2 separate regions of the Mus musculus genome follow, and region 2 is linked to region 1. A link is a contact called in public Micro-C data. All regions are on one chromosome and are shown on one strand. The core of a region is the stretch at or near the end of the contact, and the rest is flanking DNA. Distances in the headings are between cores, read along the strand shown. Region 1 has its middle 51 kb from the start of 1700019E08Rik. Region 2 has its middle 210 kb from the start of 1700019E08Rik.

Region 1 (5,000 bases), core at 2,120-4,619:
GCTCAATGTGTGGTCATTGTTGTTCAGGACACCTTGGGCAGCTATGTGATAGCTGAGAATTTATGATCACAATGAGGACTAGAGGCCCAGATCGTCTTGAACTTTAAAAGAATGTGATGTATTTTATTACGCAGGCAATTCACTTCAGAACCTCCTTATAATAATATTTTAGGATTAATTTAATAACATAAACCAAACCACAAATTTGTGTTAAGTCTTTACATACAGTAGTACCACAGCATCTTTTTTCCTGCGTGACAAATGCTGGTCTGGGTCCCTTTATTCTGCAGAATTTGTTTCTGACCTGACTGATGGCTGATAAACCCTATCTTCACTGTAGGTCACAGGGATCATTTTCAAAACACAGGATGGTGTCCTTACACACACACGACAGTCTGGGGGTACTGTGTATGAATACACCTGATTACTACTTCTATATATTCTTCATCTAACCTTTATAGAATAACTCACTGCGTGACTAGCAGGCCATGATGTGTCAATACCCCAGCATGCTCACTTCTTGAATGAATCATTTCAATGTCTATGCTTGGTATTCAAGATATCCCTGAGAAAGTATGCTTCAGTCACACACTGGGAGGGCAGGGATAACTGCCCCTTATAGGATGACTTCACTTCCTAGGAACTGTCTCTACCATCCTAGACTAATCCTTCTTGTACTTTCCCTATAAAATGTTCACTTTCATGTGCTGCTGTCAAGTTTGGCTTCCAGTGGAATGCAGACAAAGTCGGCAGATTCTGGTTACTTGAGTTCCTAATGCAATAGTGAGTGAGTCCTCCTGGATATTGCTAGTAGCAGCAGAATACATTTCCCCTCCACTCATTCACATCTCTTCAACTACAATGTGCCCCCTTTAACTGCAACGGTATGTGATCATAGTGGATTTAAGGTGATTATCTGATAGTTCAAGTAAATCCTATGTTTAGGGATGCCAATAAAGCAAACAAGCAAAGAGGTATTTCATAAATGTGACACTTAGTTCACTCACATGTCAAAGCAGATTCTTACTCTTAAGAAGTAGAACTCTGCACAACCCTGCAGTAAGCAGATTGATACACTGTAGACATTTCAGACTCTAGAAATGACAATGATTTTCAAAGCTACTAGAATACGAATTGACTTTCATCGAGTACTTTCTAAACTAAGGACTATTGGCCATTAATTCAACAGTCCTTTTTACAAGATTGATATAAGTAGTGATGTGAACGAATAAAAAATTATATTTTGCCAACACTTCCAAAAGCTTTTCCTCACTGAAACCTAATTTCTGGATTAAAAAATTTAACAAGACTCTTGATAGCTATAAAACTTAAACAAAAATTAATTTCTTTTTAAAAATGATTCACAAAATGCTTTTCAGTTTTAATTTTATATGGCCAATTGCTTTGCTTATGAGTCAATGCAAACTCCTTAAGGACAGCATTAGCTGGAAGACATATCAGCCCTCAATGTCAATACACTAAGGTAAGAAACTTGGTATTACTTCTGCAGTACATAGTTCATTTTAAGTGAAACTTGCTGGCTAGTCTTCCAACAGAGAATGACTTGTGTATTTCATTAATATTATATATATATGTATGTATATATATATATATATATATATATATATATGCATTCCATAATATTATATATATATATATTCCATAATATTATATATATATGTATGTATGTATGTATATATGTTTTTAAAGAAAATCAGTTGCTCTAAAATGTATAACTGTACAAAACTTAAAATCTATTTCTGTGTGATGCAATCTAGCTTCATATTAATTTTAAGCCTTAGAAACTCCTCAGTGTTAATTGGTACTGGTTCTAATGTGTGTTTTTAGATACGAGGTAAACAATTTACTCTAGTATCAAGGAAACATCAGTTAAGATTTTATTAGAATTCTAAAAATGAATAATAAGTCCAGCCCATGCCTGCTGTAATCACTAAAATAAACTCACTGCTCACACTGCTGTGGCTTAGCTAAGCCCTTCTCTCATTCCATCAGCTGTATGGGGCAGCAGCTGGCCTGTTTTTCAACACCACGGGTATGTTTACTGCAGCCATGTAACTTTGTCTCCAAGGGCTGAGGCTGTTGCTAAGGCCTGGACCACACCTTCCCCCTGCTTACCTAAAGTCCATCAGTCATGGTTTCATAATTGGGCAGTTTGAACAGTGTCAACACAAGGACACAGACAAAAATACACTTTCTGTTTCTCCAGGTGCTGCAGCCTCTGCCCCTGTGGTGACAACTAATCATTCCATTGGACTAAAATGATATACTTTAAAAAACAATGTCCTGGCATTGCTGAGACTGTTCGTATAAGGCCATGAAGGTCTACACAGCAAGGATTGCACAATAACCCATTAAAATAAACATTTGCAACCACAGATAGCTGGACTGAAATTCTGTTCTGATACAAATAACATCTGGACAACTTTTGTTTGCATCTTCCAGCATAAAACACCCTTGAGAAAAAATAGAAGGCAAGCGAGAAGACAAAAGACGTCTAAAGGTTTTATTATGCTATGGGTGTGGTGCCATAAATACGAGGGGGTTCAGGCTGGAGTTGCCAAACCTGAATTTAAACAACATGTTGTTTTTAAAAAATTGTAACACTGCTGAGGCACAATTCCGTTTTCTTACATAATTAATCCCGTGTAAAAGAGAGTGACTGGAAATCATCCAGTGGTTTAAAAATAACTCAATTATTTATAAGCTCCACAGAGCTATAGGATTCCACAGAAAGGAAGAAAGTGGAGCATCTTGGTACCAAGAACATTGTGCAGATTTGGCCCAGGCCTGAAGACATCAGCATCACTAATCTGACAGTACAAGTCTACACAGAGGCCAAGGATGCTGCCATTCCCTTGGATCACAGGCCAAGCTTGTGGGAAGGGGAGGGTTTCATTCTTTGAAATGTACATGTAGCTGTTACATATTAGTATAATGTTACAAATACTGAAAGAAAGAGAGAACTGAATAATGTGAAGGAGGAAGAATAGAAGAAGCAGAGAAGGATGGTATGGAGCCTGAAAATGAATAGCTGAGCAAATTTCAAAAGATGCTCAGCATAGTCCATGACTCAGACACCACAGTGAATGGACTCTAATTTCTAATATTGTTCTTTGATATGAAGCAAAATAATTACAAGTTGAAAACTACCAGCAAGTATTACATTCAATATAAAGATAAAGGACTTATCCATAAATAAATCCTTATATAAAATCATATGTTTGGGGCAGACTCACAGCGAACAAGCATATATTTGTGTCAGTTCCAGCTGGCCATATAAAAGCAATGAAAGTTTCTGTTTAGTAATATTAAAATATTGCAAAATGTTTCACAATTATCTCAAGGGTATTTTGCCCTTTACTCAGAGAGGCCTTGTGTAAAGTGGCAATAGTCTCACAGACCTCGCCAGGACTTAGGAGAACATGCTAGGTGGACTCTACCAAATAATTTGATGCTTAAAATCATTCCTTGTTTTACATCAAAACGCTAAAAGTCGACCTTATTTTGTCATATGGTCCAAATCATTTATTGGGGGCATAGTGTGATTAAACTGTATTTTATTTAACCTTGGAAACAAAAGAGAATATGAGACACAATTTTCTCATTTGTTTACAAGGCTGAAGAAGCACAGTTTTGATATGCTAATTCCTATGAAAACAACAATAGATGTCAGCTATCTAAACAAAGCAGCGAAGAAGTGCATTTCTCAAAAATGTTCCTGCATTTATGGGATCTTGGTTGATGACCACTTTCAGTAATCCACACTAAAAGAACTTTGCTTCCTGATGGGTTGTGACAGGGAAAATCTTGATGAGGTGGCATGAGGCTGTTCCAGAAGCAGGCCATGTTATGGCTATGTCAAACTACTGGTGAGTAAAGTTAGTTGTAGTCAAGGAATTTATAACTAAGAGTTCTGAAAAACTTGTTCAAGCCTTTTGGTCCAGATATAAGAGATCTGTACCTTCCTTGCTCCCTGGCACAATGGTTACTTTTTTTTTTCAATACTAATTGGGTTTGGTATATTAAATGAATGGCCCTTATGAATACCAGTAGTCCCTGATCCTGTTTGTCCTAGCTTCTCTGTCACTATTCCTTTGAAGAGCAAAAGATAGGCCATGTCTGCCTTCTGCAACACAATCCTTCTAGATATAAGCTACAACAATTCTGGCTGCCTAGGTCAATATGTTCCTCATGCATGTGAGGCAGGAAGGAACCACCAATTGTGTTAATATTGAAGGTCCTGTGTGAGCACACCATCACTTGCTCCATTGATTTAACATAATCCTGTCTTATATTAATCTTTAAAGCTTGTTTTGGTCCATGATATCAGATATGAGAGTGCTCATACAATACATAGTTTCTAGATGAGATAGGTAATGTTATGTAGGCTTCCCTGGGTTTATTTATTTTCTTTCTTTCTTTCTTTCTTTCTTTCTTTCTTTCTTTCTTTCTTTCTTTCTTTCTTTCTAGTATAGAATAGAGTTTATTTAGGACATGGGAGGGGAGTTAAGAAAGTAGTAGAGGCAGAGAAAGGCAGAGAGAAGGAGAGAGTAGAGAAGTGGAGGCCAGCGATGACCACATGGAAAGATGGGGAGGGAATGGGGAGAGAGGGAACAGAAGGAGTAAGAGGCAGGAGAGCAAGAGTGTAAGAGAGCTTCCCTGGATTTTCTAAGTGAAGTAAAATGGCGTCTATGAGGAAAGGAAGAAAAAGTTCTATGCAGAGAGAAGACACAAAGCACGACATGATATGGGGGAGGGGTGTTAGTTTTGTTGGGACTTGAGAATACAATACAAGACAGAAGTGTGGGAGAGGCAAGCAAAGAAAAGCAGAAAACAGATTATAAATGATGCTAAGCCAGGAGATTTGTTCTTAAAGCAAAGGGAGGAATACAAAATTTATAAACACTGTGAAGGAATTAGCTACAAAGGCAATGGAAAAGGTTTCCCACTGCTTTTGAAGAAAGAATTAGGCACTGATT
Region 2 (4,460 bases), core at 183-2,682, 160 kb before region 1:
CTCCCTTACCCTCTCCCACCAAGTTCCCTCCCTTCATCTGCCTTCTATACTATTTATTCCCCCTTCTAAGTGGGATTCATGCATTCTCACTTGGGCTTTCCATCTTGTTTAGCTTCTTTGGGTCTATGGGGTATATCATGGGTATCCTGTAATTTATGGTTAATATCCACTTAACAGTGATTACATATTATGCACATCCTTTTGGGTATGGGCTACCTCACTCAGGAAGATTTTTCCAGTGCCCTCCATTTGCCTCAAAAATTCATGATGCCCATGTTTTAAATAGCTGAATAGCATTCCATTGTGTAAATGAGCCACATTTTCTATATCCAATCTTTGGCTGAGGGATGTCTAGGTTACCACGAGGTTCCATTTATTAATTGTTGATCTTAGAGCCTGAGCCTTTGGTGTTTTATTCAAAAAATTATCTCCTGTACCAATGTGTTCAAGGCTATTTTCTACTTTCTCTTCTATTAGATTTAGTGTATCCAACTTTATATTTCTTGATCCACAAGTTCTTGAATTTTGTACAGGATGATAAATATGGATATACTGACACTAATAATGAGACTCTATTATGCTTCCAGACATGAGCCTAGACAAACTGTCCTCTGAGAGGTCCCACCCAGCAGCTGACTGAAGCAGATGCAGAGACCCACAGCCAAACATTTGATAGTTTGGAGAATCTTGTGGAAGAATTGGGAGAAAGATTGAGTAACCCAGAGTGGTCCACAAGAAGACCAACAAAGTCAACTAATCTGGAATCTTAGGGGCTCTCAGAGACTAAACTACTAAACAATGGACATTCATAGGCTGGATCTAGCCACCCCACCCCCACCCCCCACCCCTCACCAAAGACATTTATGTAGCAGATAGGCAATTTGGTCTTCATGCAGGTCCCCCAACATGCAGGTGTGCCCTTGACTCTGTTGTATGTTCATGGATCCTGTTCCCCCAACTGGGTTACCTTGTCTGTCTTCAGTTGGAGAGTTTGTGCCTAGTCTTTCAGTGACTTGATGTGCCAGTGTAGGTTGGTATACAAGGGACCCTCTTGTTTCCCAGAGGAGAAGGAGAAAGAGAGAGTTGGGTTAGGAGTTGTAGGGGTAACTAGAAAGAAAGGGGAGCTACAATTGGGATGTAACGAAAGTAAATAAATAAGTTAATGGAATGAAAAAATAAAACAAACAAAGAAAAACAAAACTTACTCAGATAACTTCCAAAGTATGTCTAATTTTTAGTAGTTCCTAATGTATAGTTCAAGTCCAAGCTTTTAATGCAATATACTCAGACTTCTATTTTTCTGTTTCTATGTTTTGTTTTACTTTAGGAAAGACAAGAAACACAATCTTGGAATAATCTGCTAGTATCCACTTCTCCCCTAATTTCAATGCTAACTCACGACCTTTCACACAGGCTTGGGCTTTTCCTGGCATTCAACTCTCCAGTTTCATATGCTGATGTGTCTTTCAGACTTGCCTAATCAGATCTTGGCCTCCTTTTACATGAACAGCCTAGATCCAGGGATAAGTACTTGATCTAATTTTAGCCTAATAGACAATAAGGTTCTTTGCAGATGTTTTTGCTTGAAAATTTAAACTGGGATTTTTTTTTTCAGCTACAATTTTTGAGAACATGAAACATGGGGAACTGGTGGCCAATGGACCACTCTAACTGTAAGAATATACTGATAGTGGAATGTATTGACAGAAGGAAGCAGCACTAAGAGATGGAAATCCTCCTAAGAACAGGAAGTATTTAAAAAAGAAATCCTTTCTGGACTTCTGATTTATCACACACACACATACACACACACACACACACACACACAGTGGTAGAAAATAGATGCAGATGCAGACACACATAAACAAACACACACTCATGCACACATTGAAAATGTCCACACAATATGTAAGACATAAGTTTCAAAGACCATAAGATATACATAAATAGTGATCTAAAATAGTATTACAGAGCAGAAAGGCATCTACAATTTACTGAAGTGTGCTCTGACATGCTCAAATGCCCAGGACAAATAAGGCAATTACAAAAAATGTTCCTTTAACTGAAGTACTAGAATGCATCAGTGGAATTTGCTAAGAGGAAAAGCTATAAATAAAGAGGCAAAAATGAATGGATATGAGCTTTGTAAAGATCTTGGTAGTGATGGAAAGCCTTAGATAATATTATCTAAATGTGTTTGAACAATGAGATAGGATCAATAGTTGACTTATAACTGTGTGTAAGAATAGTGTTGCCTTTTTAAAAACCTTTGCTGCTGAGAATATCGGTTGCCATTTCAATCTAACATTAGTTATTAGGAGGTGGAAGTAATGTCCAAGCAGATGGTTGTCAGTAAACTGATGACTACAGTTATGGATGTGTGTCCAAATACAATCCTCAGAATTTGGTATGCTACAGAGATTCCTAAATGTGACTGCCAAAATAAATCTGGTCTGGAAAATAATTTTGAGGATTTTACCCTCCTAAATTTTTTTCCTAGCATTTTAAGAGAAAGCTATTTGTAAGAAACCGAAATTACACAGATATAGACAATTACAGTATTCATTAGAGCAACTTTCAAGTTTCTTAAAGTCATTGAGGAAAAGGTACCCCAATACATACCTCATGTCGGTTTCATCAATCCCATCCACCATGTTTATTTATTGTAAAAGTATCTTTTATTCACTAGATGTAATTGCCATCTTAGAGGCTTCCTGCTGAGTAAGTTCACCCTTTCTAGCTTGTATTGATCTCTAGCTGGCTGGTTCAACTCAGCTCTTCTAGTTAAACTCTCCTCTAAGCTGACTGATTCAGTCTGGCTTTGCTCAACACCTCACTGTATTGTTCTGCTTGGCTTCAAACTAACTCTAGCAATGTGTTCTAATCTTCTGGACCCCGATCCTTCCTCTTCCTTAGCTTCAACTGCCTTTGCTTACTTGCACTGTACAAACTGCACAACCTGAAAAGAACTCATGAACAGACTCAAGGGCACTGCATACTGAACTCAGCTGAATGGACTGATTCTACCTACTTTCTGTGCTACTCCTAAGTAGCCTCTCTTTTCTCTCTATGCTCATGAGAGTTGGGTGTGTCCTGGTTCATTCTGTCAGATCTTTCTCTGATGTATCACTTTATATGCCCCTCAATTAGAAGTCACTTTCAAACATGGCTGCTTTCTTCTACAGACTGACATTCATTCATTGGTTGGGATTAAAGGTGTGAACTAAAGGCATGTTTGTATTCCAGCCAGATCACACAGACCTAGAAGGTCTTTGAATGTAATCTCTTTCCAGAGCAGCCATGTTGCTAGGATTAAGAGTCTTCTATACTTTATTTATACAAAAGGAGTTTGTAATCAGTGTTGGTTTCTTCCCATCATCTCACTTTCATTAGCTTTCCTGTAGTGGATAATTTTTGCATATATGACCAAAACAGGTGATGGAGTATCCCATGCCCACCAGTTCTTCTATGATTTTTGTCTCACATTTTATTGAAACACAAGCTGCCTTTGGTTCTGGAAGTAGTGTTCAGATCCTCAGTCATAATTCAGCTTAAACTTATATACTTGTTGATTGCCAAAACGTGTAAAAAGCATATTAAGCTAACCACAGATAAATGCCCTTCTCTACCTGGTATTTATAAAGGTTTACCTTAAAGGCAGGCAACTCCTCTCAATTCTCTAAAATGTACCCAGAATTAAAGTTAAAGAGTATTAAACTCAAGAGTTATATCATCAAGCAATGGCTTCCCCAGCACCTTTGCAGAGAGGCATTTCCTTTGGACTTTGTCCTTTGATAAAATGCAGAAGACACTGCTAAAAACTAGATGATGAAAATTGCGGCTGTGGCCATGATGAAAGTGACAACGAGCATGACTTTCATCATGTTACACAGCACTCTTTGTAGAAGGACTTTTGAGAGGGCAAACAAATAAATTATGCTTTTACAGTAGCAGAAGTCATTTCCTTAAGCATTTGGTTTGCTTTTATTGTGGCAAATTTTTATTCAGCTTTAAGGTAGATGTCAGGTTTTCACCTCTGCCTTGAATTAGAAGCATTTATAGATTAAGTTCCATAGCTTCAATAAAAGTCAGAGATTTTTGCAAAAAATCTCAACAACATGGCTTTCTAAACAAGATCAGGATCAGGAGGACACCAATGGGTAAATAATATGCAAGGAGAAAGCTCATGGGGTTTCAACCCTAGACAAAGAACTAAGAATAACTAAAGAATGCTGAGAGTTTGCATATATATATATGTAAGACATGAAAGCAAAAAGATGTATAAAAAGGACTAGAGGAAGGAAATAGAGGAAATAATATAATTTTAATTTAAAAAGTAATAATTAACAAAAATGTATTCACTCTTTGGTGGTTGGACATAATCTTTATTCCTATAACTAGTCATCTGGGTTGCTTTTCTGGACAGACAATAGAATTGGATAAGTATGATATCCTCGTTA

What was found. A called contact is a pair of places that touch in the nucleus more often than the background predicts.
Region 2: a Micro-C map of brown adipocytes shows a contact between it and region 1, with 3 times the contacts expected there. The contact joins two enhancer-like sites. A contact is called at or near these places in 3 of 484 Hi-C or Micro-C datasets (3T3-L1-derived adipocytes, brown adipocytes and embryonic fibroblasts).

Annotation. Positions count from the first base shown.
Region 1 is chr2:45,745,195-45,750,194 of GRCm38.p6, reverse strand. No RefSeq gene overlaps it. Among named protein-coding and RNA genes, the nearest start is that of 1700019E08Rik, 51 kb to the right of the region's middle. Within about 2 kb of position 3,369, at least 22 of the 459 cell types and tissues checked have an H3K27ac peak or open chromatin away from gene starts, as enhancers often do. A contact at or near this core is called in brown adipocytes, where this site is marked.
Region 2 is chr2:45,906,068-45,910,527 of GRCm38.p6, reverse strand. No RefSeq gene overlaps it. Among named protein-coding and RNA genes, the nearest start is that of 1700019E08Rik, 210 kb to the right of the region's middle. Within about 2 kb of position 1,432, at least 8 of the 459 cell types and tissues checked have an H3K27ac peak or open chromatin away from gene starts, as enhancers often do. A contact at or near this core is called in brown adipocytes, where this site is marked.